Linked DNA regions of Sus scrofa: regions 2 and 3 are each linked to region 1. A link is a contact called in public Hi-C and HiChIP or PLAC-seq data. All regions are on one chromosome and are shown on one strand. Each heading gives the region's core, a stretch centred on a gene start, on an enhancer-like site or on the middle of the called end of the contact. The rest is flanking DNA. Distances are from core to core; before and after follow the strand shown. Region 1 has its middle 110 kb from the start of PLXNA4. Region 2 overlaps CHCHD3 (coiled-coil-helix-coiled-coil-helix domain containing 3). Region 3 overlaps CHCHD3 (coiled-coil-helix-coiled-coil-helix domain containing 3).

The links. Hi-C and Micro-C count contacts between places; a contact is called where the count stands out from the background. HiChIP or PLAC-seq counts read pairs in DNA pulled down with a chosen protein or histone mark.
Region 2: a contact with region 1 is called in an H3K27ac HiChIP or PLAC-seq map of skeletal muscle, with 5 times the contacts expected there. The contact joins two enhancer-like sites. A contact is called at or near these places in 3 of 47 Hi-C or Micro-C datasets (psoas muscle and skeletal muscle) and 1 of 2 datasets of contacts at active chromatin or transcription factors (skeletal muscle).
Region 3: a Hi-C map of skeletal muscle shows a contact between it and region 1, with 6 times the contacts expected there. The contact joins two enhancer-like sites. A contact is called at or near these places in 1 of 47 Hi-C or Micro-C datasets (skeletal muscle) and 1 of 2 datasets of contacts at active chromatin or transcription factors (skeletal muscle).

The regions. Positions count from the first base shown.
Region 1 is chr18:16,366,070-16,370,300 of Sscrofa11.1, reverse strand. No RefSeq gene overlaps it. Among named protein-coding and RNA genes, the nearest start is that of PLXNA4, 110 kb to the left of the region's middle. Within about 2 kb of position 1,735, at least 6 of the 83 cell types and tissues checked have an H3K27ac peak or open chromatin away from gene starts, as enhancers often do. A contact at or near this core is called in skeletal muscle, where this site is marked.
Region 2 is chr18:16,184,923-16,189,153 of Sscrofa11.1, reverse strand. The region is part of intron 4 of CHCHD3 (coiled-coil-helix-coiled-coil-helix domain containing 3); the gene reads right to left. Among named protein-coding and RNA genes, the nearest start is that of CHCHD3, 130 kb to the right of the region's middle. Within about 2 kb of position 2,088, at least 11 of the 83 cell types and tissues checked have an H3K27ac peak or open chromatin away from gene starts, as enhancers often do. A contact at or near this core is called in skeletal muscle, where this site is marked.
Region 3 is chr18:16,234,990-16,239,220 of Sscrofa11.1, reverse strand. It overlaps CHCHD3 (coiled-coil-helix-coiled-coil-helix domain containing 3), which reads right to left. Exons shown (of 8, transcript NM_001244176.1): 5 at 3,444-3,527. Among named protein-coding and RNA genes, the nearest start is that of CHCHD3, 180 kb to the right of the region's middle. Within about 2 kb of position 1,775, at least 1 of the 83 cell types and tissues checked has an H3K27ac peak or open chromatin away from gene starts, as enhancers often do. A contact at or near this core is called in skeletal muscle, where this site is marked.

The sequences.
Region 1 (4,231 bases), core at 486-2,985:
CTTTTAGACATCCAGAGAGCTATCCCAGAATAGTTCCTCTCTTCTTACAACTTCTCAAGATCAACAGAAATACTAGGAGAGTAAGAAAAAAATTGTAAATTGTCACATAATCTCACCGCCCTCAGCAGAACCTTGGCGCTTTAAAGAAATTAACTTGAAGATGATTCACTTCAACTGGCTTCCTCCCTGAGGTCCAGGGGGGTACTACGGCTTGACAAGTTCTTGCCACTAGTTAGGGAACGAGCAAGACTCCAGTCACCAAGCACGGTGCTGTTTTCCCCATCTCCACCGGCCCAAACCGGCCCAGCCGGGGCCAGAGTCGGGGAGTGGGCAGGGGCTTGATGAGAAATCAAAGCGTTTCCTCAATAGCAGGGGCAGCTCGCGGTGAACACGCTGGATTCAAACTTCTTGCGCAGCCTCAGTGTCTAAAAGAGCTCTTGGAATGTGGTCCTCTCTCAAGACCTTCTAAAGTAGGCTAATACTAAATGCGGACTCTAGAAAAAGTCTTAGGTGTTCTGTCTGCATAGTGAAGCTCCTTTTGAAGCACAAAAGTTTTGGAGAAACTTTGGTTAAGCACAGGCCAATCACTGTGGCCTTAGGATACAGGATTCTGCTGGTGCTCCAGGCCTTCCATGGAGTCTGGGAGCATTCCCCTGTGCTCTGTAGGACTTCTGGAGCCCACGTGGAGGCCCACCTGATCCACAGGAAAAAAAAAAAAAAAAAAACAGGAGACACAGAATGGTTCTCCAAAGCAAATTTAGTGTCTTCCTCTCAGAAGGTGCTGGGCAGAATCTGTTTACTGATCTTTTTGAGCATCTGTTTACTGAAAATAGAATTGTTAAGTCAGAAAATATCCCTTTCCGGTTTAATTAAGAAGTAGCCTTGGAGATAAACTCAAAGTTTGAGCTGGAATGAACGTTCAAAGATGAAGAAAAGAAAAAGGAATGTGACTATGCCTTTCCTTGCAGGTCGATTGCGTCCTCTGAAACGTACGTCCCATGAAGGCAGGTGATAGTCTGCTTTGTTGTCTTGTTTGTGATTGGAACCCTGATGCCAATGCAATGTCTGTCGCTTAGTAGGTAGTCAATAAATATTTGCTACCTTAAATTTTCAAAAATACCTTAAAAAAAAGAATGGTGTTATTTCTACTGTTCCGCAGAAGTCCACAGAGTAGGTTCATTATGTAAAATACGCACAACATTAGCCTGAGTTCTCCTGTCCCTGTTGGGGTTCTAAAAATATCAGGGCGTGGTAAATGCAACTGTCGAGCTCAAGGAGGATCATTTCCCGAATGCCCTCCTCCTCGAGGTCAGAGTCACACACCATCGCGGGCCGGGAGGGCGCCCAGGCACGCACAGTTGTGCATGCAGAATGACGGCCTCCACATTTAGCCAATGACTCACCACTCTGAATGTCACTGGGCCTGGAACAACTTGAAAGGGAAGGCAGGAAAGCTAGTGACGCCGAAATCTCGGTGGAGTGTGCTGACGAAGACATGCTCCTGCTGATGAAAGGCTCAAATGGATGTTTCCACTCCTGCCCTCACTGGCTAATACCAATTATCTGTAAGAATCTGGTGGCCAAGAATTGTTTTAACAAGGGAAGGACTAAGCTACGAATGTAGAAAAATACCTACAAACATCATAAACTTGATTGTTTATAGGGTGATCTTGTTTTGTGAAGATCAGCGACAAATGCAAATCAGATGTAGAAAGCGGTTGGCAGTTGGCATGAATGATAAAACTTCCACACTGATCAGTGCTGCAAAGCTGGGAGGAATCTTCAGTCCCTACACTCTCCAAACTTAGAATCTGAAGACTCAAAATCAAGACACGGGACAGAGTCAAGACATCTATAGAGAAACATACCAGAAAATGGCATTTAACTTATAAAGCACACCATTTTCTTCTGGCATTGGAGAAAAACCATCAGGATGACACAAGTGGGATGGGTTCATCAAGAAGGACTTCCTGAGGAAATGTGAGGTTTGTGCCATGGGATTCGGGAAGAAGGAAAGGCCCAATGGTGAGAAGGAAGGAGGCAGACACCCAAGGCAGGTGAATGGCTTCTGCATTAGGCCCAGAGGAGGAGATACAGTGATGGGGGCAAGAGTCTACATCAGCAAGACCAGGCTGTTACGGTCACTCATTTCTCTGGAGACAGGGACCTCAGAAAAGAGGTAAGGCAGGGACCCTCCATCTACAGAGGGGAAAACATGCTTGGTAGACTAAGTGGCTCACAGCCACCAGGCGGTAGAGCTCAGTCTTGAAGTCTGGACTTTGGACTCCAACCAAAGAGCATTTTCAGGTTCCTTTAATGATCATGATAGTCAGAAATAGAAACAAACATGAGGACAGCTTTTAAAAGAGCCCTGTCAGGTGCAGGAATAGGGTGAGGGAATGTGCTGTATCTTTCCAAAGGACTCAACAGTTACGAATTTGATCTGTTTGATTTGTTGGTCAAGAGTCATGGAAAATGGATTAGTGAGACCAAGGTCACGGTGTCAGTGTCCCGGGAAGCAGGGTTGAGAACACAGCTGCAGGCCGTTGTTCTCTTGGCTCACTCAGGTACACCAGTCTGCAAAAGCTTGGGGTAAGAGGGGTAGCAAATGGGAGCCGAGACGTTAGAAAATGGATCTCTCATCATGCACATCCCCACAGACAGAAAATACCTCCAACACATACTCAGCAGTGGATTGTCCCAAGATCTTTTGCACACAAAGACCAGCGCGTTATTACTGGCGCTGACGTTAGACTAGACGCTCACTCTTTTCCCCTGTAGCCTGACTTCAGGAGCTCCCCGCTGAAATCCAGCCACATCTCTGCACAGAATTATCCACACTTAAAGAGTGACAGGTCCACATTTGCTTAATTTCAACTTTTCAACTTAATTAAAAAGACCAGGGGAATAGTTGGTAAATACTTTGGGTCTAAATAAGTCTGATTGTATCACGAAATGGAATCAGTGTATTTTGAAATTTAAAAGTGATCCTATGCCCTTCATCAGCCACAGATGAGAGTCCTTTGCATGTGGTGGGTACAAACTGTTCTCACCAGCTGGTCAACCACAAAAGAAACCAATTCTTGGGCACTGCCAAAGATGCCTTAACTTTCTCCCTCTGCAATGCCATCATCCTCTACCCTCTCATACCCGCAAGGGTTCTGGACTCTTTTTCCTTCCCCTTTGGCATTTTGTCAGTGGTTTTCAACCTCCTGTTCTCATTGAAATCACTGGGGAACTTCAAAAATCTAATGGTTGGGTGCCATGTCCAGAGATATTGATTTAGTTGATCTGGAGAATGCCCTGGTGGCAAAAAAATCTTGAAAGCTTCCCAGGTGATTCTAAGAGACAGCTAAGGTTGAGAAGAACTGCAACCAAGTGATCCCACCCACTGCCCAGGTCTTAATTCCCATCTATAGGCTACGACTTGTAAATTTAATCTCCTGTCTTGAGCTCTCTCCCAAGTTCCAAGAACCATTCATTAAAATTTCTTACGTGGCATGTCCACTTGGTTATTTAAAAGGTTTGCATAAGTTGAAAGGAGCACATTTGAGTTCCCCTTGCTTCCAACATGCATCTCTTTTAATAGTTCTCATTGTAGTTACTCAGACCAAAAGCCTGGAAGCCATCCTTGTTTTCCTCATATCAAATTTATCAGCAAAGTCATGTTTGTTCTCCACCTGAAGTAGATCTCATGTGCACTGGGACAGGCAGCTTCCAAGGTGGTCCCCAATGTTTCCCACTTCCTGTATTCACACCCTTGTGTCGTCCCCTCCCACATTGTACCCAGGTTGGTCTGTATGACCAAGAGTATAAGGAAGAACTGATGATATGTTACTTCAGAGATTGGGATGTAAAAAGACTGTGACTTTCACCTTGGTCTCCCAACCAGCACCTGCACACAGGGGGAAGCAAGCTGCAAGCTGCCATGCTGTGACCAGCCCTTGGTGAGGTCCATGTGGCAGAGAACAGAAGCCTCTGGCCATCAGGCAGCAAGGAACTAAGCCTTTCAGCAATCACATGAATGAGCCTGAATGTGGATTCTCCAGCCCCATCAAGCCTTGAGATGACTACAGCCCCAGACAAGAGTATTTATCCTGAGCCAGAACCACCCACTTAAGCTGCTCCTAGATGCCCAGCCCTCAGAAACAGTGTGATACAAGTATTGATTGTTTTAAGGTGCTAAATTTTGGAGTATTTCACTATACAACAATAGATACTATACTTATGC
Region 2 (4,231 bases), core at 839-3,338, 180 kb after region 1:
AGATTATGGCCTTCATAGAAATTATATGCTGCTCAACTACTTTGCTAAATATAAGATGTTTAAAGGAAAACTCACAAAAATTATTTAATGAGAACTGGACATAGAAAGATTTGGATTTGCTCAGTGCATGGTTATCTTCAGTTTAATAACAATTCAAAAAGTCCTATTTTTAGGACTGAAATACTAAAATAACTGGACTATTGTTCTTATAACCTTTTACAAACATAAGAATGCATTATATAAACTTCAAGATTCCTTTAAGTGCCTTTAAAATTACAAGCAATTTAGTCTATGACTCATGTACCATACTGGCTGCATGCAATTTTTTTTACTTCTCCTCTCAATTATATCTTAATATTATGGGGGCTGAAATGCATTAAATAAATCATATTTCACAGATTCCTGGTAAAGTAATACTTACATGCATTTTAGAAGAAATTGGCCTGCATTTTAAATGTATTCATAATGACATTACCTGCCTTTCCACACTGACTGAAATATTAGGCAGCAGTGCCTAATTCAAGCTACTGATGAAAGCTTTTAGCAACCCTATGCTTATTCTGTGGCTAGCAATATGTTGTGTTAGTTACTATAATCCAACATTTACAAATAGCGATTTAACCAATATAAACCAGCTCTTGTAATTAGTGAACATTGTCACTGATTAAGATTTAATATGGTGCCTGGTATTTCTGCACTGTGTTACATAAAGAGACTGATCTTTCATCTGTCAAAGGATTACTGCCTTATCGAAGTACTTTATCACTGTAAGGTGTTTTATTTACAAACATACTGCCATTAGGAAATTAATTCATTTAAAAATCTGTATTTCTTAAAAACAATACATCAGTGGTGTTACAAGATGGCAGAAGTACCCAAAAATCCTAGAAAATCCCTTCAACAACTTAAAATTTGTATTTTAGAGACCTGCAAAATACAACTATTTTCTGTTTTTCCTATTAAATGTTAAATAATTCTCTTTTGCTTACATCTCTTCCTAACAACTTAAATGCACATGCAGGTACATTATCTCATACAATGTTCCCAATTATTCTGTGAAACAGGTATCATGGCTATTAATCATCTCCATTTAACGGGGAGAAATACTAAGGCTCATGGAAGTTAAATCACTTGCTCAAGAATATAAAACTATTAATAAGAGCAGGGATCCACTCGCATTTCTTGATTCTAACATCAACATTTTTTCCTCTCTGCTACACTGCATACTTGCTCCAGCTATTTCCAGAGCCTGAGTCAACCAGTGGAGTCAGAAATATAGACAGTACACAGTTTGGAAATGAGCTGCTCCCAACAATCATTTGGAATTTAGTTTGGGGAAATTAACATATTAAGTCCCAAACCAGCCCAGACAAGTTTTTAGTGAATCCATAACAGAGGTGACCTACACCGCCGTGACAATCTCCATGACGTGGTCCTAGGTGACCCAGCCCACTCTTCAGAGGAAACCCGCACGGCAACTGGACACTGGAATGCCAGGAAGCTGTCCTCCAGCCAGAGGGACAGGGCCCTGCCAATCTTCTCACACAAGTGTTTCCAATGGGTCCCTGGGAGAAGGCTCTCCAGGCAGAAAGCTCACATCTCTGAGAAAAGTAACCCCCAAAGGAGGTGGAGCTGTGAGCACCACACAGACACTGTTCCAAGGGGTGTGTGAGGGGGTCAATGAGTGTGAATGGGAGGAAGTGTGTGTGTGTGTGTCCATGTGAGCACGCTGTGGAGCTTCAAGAAGCCAAGCAGCACACAATCACAATTCCCTCTGGATGCAGAGCGTGTGGCGGGGGCGGAGGTTGTCAATGGGAATGCGAGTGTAAAGAAAGCACGTCGTGGGGAGGTGCAGATGTCAGGCAGCTATAGACAGTCCCTGAGCAGATCCCATTCTGGATCTCTCACACGAAAAAAGAAAAAAGAAGGAAAAAGGGGGGCGAGGGGTCAGGGGGCGGGGAGACAGAGTATTTTCCAAGGTGCTTGTGAGAGAATACAATAATCAACCATATCAGCCCGTGAAGAGATATGTACTCACAAAAAGGAGATGGCTTTACATGGTTTTAAATACTAAGAACTGCTGAGTCATTCTCTTAAACACTAAGGAGTCCTTTGAACAAACAGGAGGATTTGAGAAACAGGAAACTGAAGACGGGCTATTCAAGCATCAAAGCCAAAAGTCTAGGGCAAAACGCTTGAAATCTCATAATAAACAGAGGGGGGAAAGCCTAAAAGATGTAAAGGAACCATTGTGTGTGTGTGATATTCCATTTACATTAATTGTCATCATAAGTTCATCTATCGTTCAACTGATTAGTTCAAAGTTATTTTCCCCTATGGACATACTCTCTTTTGAGGAAACTAAAACACAGAGCTCCGCAGATGTATCACATGGAAAATTACCTTCTCCAAGGAACTAGCTAACTAAAAGATGAAAGTGATAGGCAAAAACATGACACATTTGTCACTCGCATTAGCAATATTAGTGCTAATGAGAAAGTACATGAACAAGAACACACACCTCTTAATTTGAATGTGTTACAAATAAAGACTAGATTAGTCACAGCTACTCGGATTAAATTTTAGCACTTAACGCTGAAATACTACATCAGGCAATGCTTATAGTGATTTTGCAGCACCATTTCAGCTATTTAATTACAGTTTTCAAACCATTTAACACCTCTCAGCACATACAAACTAGATGCGTATGCATGAGCGTTAAATGGGTCAAGATTTTAGGTGTAACTCAATTATCTGGCGTCCCTGGGAAATCAAGTGCTCCATCTAAGTGCATTTTCCATATAACCGAGGCTTAATCCTTCATGCATCCTAAATCTCTGATTAAATTTGTGGCCATCTGTAAGGGAAATCTTTCCTCAGAGTATTTCATTTCCCTATTTCCTTATAGGCAAGTGGATGCGAAGTGGTGAAGTGCTTCCGAGTTTGGGGTTTTGTTTTACGGATAAATCAAGACCATGGTTAGGAACACTCATCACTGGAGCACTTCAATACAGTTCCTGCTTTTTATGTTTTGTCTTCTCCTTCTACGTCAGGCTCTTAGCAGTCACTTCTTCCACGACTGCAGTGATGACCTCTAAGAGTCACAGACTCCAAAATTTACTTCGGTTTCAGAGTTTGTGACATCTTCCGTGGACTACTGAGGGGGTGGGGGAAGAACCAAACTTGTTAAGAAATATATTCAATGGTGTCGATAAGGCGAGGAACAGAGGAGACAAAGAGAGAAAAACACACGGTATTATTCTTCTTATTACTCAGCAGTGGAAAGACCAAAGTATTGCCGCATTCGCCCCGTCAGTTTCCATTCTTAGTGGAAGAGATTAGGGGAAAATCTTAGACCCCAGGCTCTAGAACCAAGATCCAAGTTCCAGTAAAACTAAAGAAGCCTCGTTCTCAACGGCAATGTCTTTTCAAATTACTTCAATGCTGCTGGTTCCCAATCTTACAGGTGCCTTACTTTAAGGCGTACCTGTTTTCATTCATTCTTACATGATTCCAACTGCTCAAGCACTGTGATCTGCACACTTATACCAAAAAAGGTTATGACTGGGCAGCAGTTCTCTGAATTCTGTCCTCAAATTTGTGAATATATCCAATATAAGTAGTGGCTAAGGTCACTGCTTACAACAATTCTCAGATTCGTAGTCATTCTGAAGACTGTACTTCTGCACTGTTTTTCTTATAGCTTCATGCAAGGCAAGCTCTCTGAAAGGCTGCAGCTTCCACCTGGGCATCCACACCTCCACTCAGCTCTGCTAGGACTCTCCCTGCTGTCCGGCATGACGGGACTTCATCTCTTGATCATGGCTTTCCTTTCCTCTTCCAAACACCCAGCCTCAAAACCATCACCCACTCACTGTCATAGCTACCCCTAGGCTGCAGGACTGCGGCCTACGCTCTACTGCACAGATTTCAAACTTGAGAGATCCCGCCTCTTTAACCACAACGTCCTTATTTCCTATCTTCTACTATCCTCTTTCACAACCTATATATAATCCTCAAACCTTCCACCATTACCACTCGACTCCCCACTGCCGGGAAGAGTTGGGTCCCCTATGCTGCTGAGGACACCAAAACTTAGGAACTCAATCCTGTTCTTTGCAATGCCATCGTCTCCCCTACTTTTCTAACTATTCTTCCGCCAAACTCTTGGAATAGGCGCATGACCAGAGAGGGCAGGAATCTACCCTGGGGAGCATGAGATGTTTATGAA
Region 3 (4,231 bases), core at 526-3,025, 130 kb after region 1:
TGCTGAAACCACTTCACTGAAACCTGTCATTTGTAATGGCATTATGATAACAAGTGGCATCAGCTTCTACTGCCTTCAATGTCCAAACTCCTGGACCAGAGAACCTGACCTGTTTCAGCAACTATCAGTAACGGAAGCCGGAGAAAATTCCTTGATTTCAAGATGAATAAGGAAACCTGTACAAAATTTCCAGGTGTCAAAGGAATAATCTCTTTCTCTAGGTTGACAAATGGAAGCTAGTTACCAAGGCATATCTACCACAAAGTTATGCTTTTAACTATGGCATTAAATTTGCTATATCACAGTGCACAGTCAAAACATACACATAATTTAGTGTATATGAGCTAATAATATGACCTAGAATCATTGACAACTGTTTAGAAAGCACTTGAGGGGTAAAGTATCAACAGATTTTTTTAACCCATAAATTGAGTTTAAGCAATCATCTCCTTACCCTCCAAAAGGACTGTTTAGGTTTTAGGATTTCAGATGTCAGTGGTCTAACTGAATTCTATTCTGTATTAATCCCTTGAAATGACTGATCCAGCTCTACTCAATGAAATATTTTTACAATGACAGACTTCATCTTACAGTAAAAATGCATAATAATTTCTTTGCATAAGGAGAACACTGGGCTGGCAATAATCTGTTCTGTTGTCATTTCTCTTTATTATCACTGTTGGCATATTTTCCCCCAAGCTTTGCACAGAGGAACACAGAAACAAAGGTATTGACAAAGAAGAAGTCAAGCAATCAAAAAAGCCAATTAATCATCCAGATGAGCCCCACACTTTATGACGCAATAGAAGATAGGCCACCCACTACAAGTAAAAGGCTTTTAAAAATTGCTCATTTGATGTAAGCGTCACCTTAGAATTTAATTAGTAACTCTCTCCACAGGTGACGAACTAGTAAAGTACTTCCCTTCCTAATGACAATTTATTTTTCACCATTCTCTTTGCATTGCTTTCTTTTGCTCAGCTTGTACAACTCCCTCTCCTTCTTAATTGTATGGGGTTGACTGCAGTGCGTATGCAAATAGCTGCTGAAATCCAGAGAAGCCTGTAAGTAAAAGCGATATATATCCCACCACTCTGTTGACCTGAACATTGTAACAGTATCCAACTACGCTCTCTGATCTCCCTTAGCTTCTCAAGCCACCAGGGCTTTTATAGCTCTTCAGGCTGGGCCAAACCACACGGTTCTTAGGAATGCCAAGAGCAAAGTAGAATCAGTGGAGTGAAATCAATTCAAGTTCATAAATGAGAACTTAGACATGCAAGACACACTAATCACCAGAGAACTCAGGTCTCTGAGATGTCCTGGGGAGGGAGGAGTCCTTCGTCCTAGAAGATCCTGGGAGAGTCTGGACTCTGCCTTGTTACAACAGGGCCTTGGTCCCGCCTCTCATTCCTTTCCAGAGGGCCAATAGACTAGGGGAAACTACGTATTTTCCTAGAGAACATAGGAGGGCAATGGATGTTCCAGAAGCAGGCAATCTAGAGGCTAATGAAATAACCATCAAAAGAGTTGATAAAACAGAGAAAAGGTTTGTTTTCTTTCTAGAGAAGGAATGTGAGGACTATTATGAACATAGGAATAAATGCCTCAAAAACACTTCTAAACTGCTTGAATGACTATGAATTTCTCACTTCAATGTAAAAGCAGCACAACTTGATATTAAAATAACTCCTGGGAGGGAATTACCGCGCTGCAGTCACTAGGTAATAAGACCTTGTTTATTTCCTCTTGGTCAAATTTTCTCGGAGCTACAGCTGCCGGCCTACGCCACAGCCAAAGCGATGGAGGATCTAGGATATGGTAAGTCTGGGATACTGCTTGAGACACAGCCATATATTAACAGTCTCCCCCTATGGAAAAATCCATGCTTCCAGCTATAAAAGCCACAGACTCAGAATTTCTTTGAGTTCTTTCCCTCATGTACAAAACCATCAGCCAATCTGGTCAGTTCTGCCTCTGAGATACCCAACCACATTTCATTCCCTCCACTGCTAGTACCCTGGGCCGTGCCATCAGCACCCCATTTCTGAATGACTGCTATTACCGCTTACTAAGCCTCTCCTGCTTCAGCTCTTGCCCAAGACAGCAGCTAGAACACTCCTCTGCTCACACCCTCTCTAGCTTTTTCAAACATACCAAGCACACCCTACTTCAGGGTTGCGGCTGGCTTGCTTCTCCAATGCTACAGACCTCTTTCCGAATAGGGTCCTAGTGGACGACCCCTCTCCACCTGACCCCACACCGACACCTGGGACTCCTTTTCCCCGTGTTACTGTCTGCCATAGTATCACAATCTGCCATTCCATGTGTTAACGGGGTTTTAACCGAATTTAAGCTCCACAATGACAGACATTTGGTTCATTTTCTTTATTAGTGTATCTCTGGCACTACCAGGGCCTGACATATTTGGTAGATACCGGCTTAAAGAATGAGAAAACAGTCCCTATATTCAAGAAACACTCAGTCCAATGACACACAGAGACAGATGAAAACATTTAACACATAAATATCTGCACTGAATTGGGCTTTATAATCTCTTATTTTTCCCTGCTTTCTTATTAAACATTCTATTCTAAACCAATCAAATTTTGGGGGTCTTGCCCTCAGATTACAGGACAGTGGGATGATCAGAGCCTGAACTTGAGGCTATTGCTGCCAGGATCATGGGGGAAGGGGCTCTGCTCTCATCTTTCAATAAAGCAGTTGGTCCAATCAAAAAAAAAAAGGGGGGGGGGGAGGGAAGGTGTCTCAATCAAAAAGAAGCAAAAGCTAGCTTTGAAACCCCATAGTCTACGTATGAAATTATTTTAGACAACAAATACACTTCACTGAACAGGGGCCCTGGATGCTGCAACTCACATTCTAAGCCCATTGCCTTCTTTTGTTTCAGCCTAACTTCCTCCTTTGCATCTCCCTCAAGTTCTAGGGCCATGAAGACTGAAGGTACTATCTCCACTCCTCTTAATTCTTCTCCTGAGTCCTACTATTCAGCTCACGTCCACCAGTTTTGAAAGGTACATACATTTTTTAGCCACAATGCAGTGAAACTGAGCTTTCACAAAGACAATTCATCCTTTAAAGCACTACCATTTCTAGGAACGTGTTCAAGTTCAGTCAATGTCTGGGACAGCTAAGAGTAGCACTCTACTACTGGACCTGGAGACAATGCAGGGAAAATAGCTGGGCGAGTTCCTGAGTGGTAAAAAGCATCAATGAACCAATAATAGAACCGTATGCAAAACTACCGAAGTCGAAGTAGCATTATCTTCGAGAATGATCTATCTGCTTGGCCTTTTCAGTTCCTGGCCACTTTGTAACTAGGAAAAGCAGTTACAGTTCTAGCGTATTGATTTTTAAGTAAGTATATGAGAACGCTGCAGATGTGGTAAGAGAAGAGAATCAGTAACAAGGAATAGTCATACCCTCTCCTCCAGTCTAGCCAGCTGCTCTTTGTAGAATGCATCCTGCTTCTTTATCACCCGATCTTTTTCTTCCAGCTGCTTAGCCTAAAAAAAGAAATGAAGAATATACTATATCAAGAAAAAGCAGCAACAGCAAAGCAAAAGTCAAGTATAAATCGCATTAGAAATAAGCATACGAAGCTGAAGATTTTTGCAATCTATTAGGGCTCTGCCATAGAAAAACATTAATAAGACGATGATTGCTGTATTTAAATGTAAAGAATGAGTCTGCATTGTTTTGGTTTTTTTGTAACAGCTGTGTCCTACTTTGTCCAAATGTATTTGGAAATGTCAGAATACAGCACAGACAGTTTTATTTAACTTCTCTTTCGAAGAGTAATTTCAAGGATTAATATTTTGCACAATAAAACTTTGATTATATTCCAGGCATAAGACACATGGTTATTAACCTTCTTTCTTGAACAACAACAAAAATGCCTATAACATTTTGTTCATCGGGAGTTCCCGTCGTGGCGCAGTGGTTAACGAATCCGACTAGGAACCATGAGGTTGCGGGTTCGGTCCCTGCCCTTGCTCAGTGGGTTAACGATCCGGCGTTGCCGTGAGCTGTGGTGTAGGTTGCAGACGCGGCTCGGATCCCGTGTTGCTGTGGCTCTGGCGTAGGCCGGTGGCTACAGCTCCGATTAGACCCCTAGCCTGGGAACCTCCATATGCCGCGGGAGCGGCCCAAGAAATAGCAACAATAACAACAACAACAACAACAACAAAAAAAAAAAAGACAAAAAAAA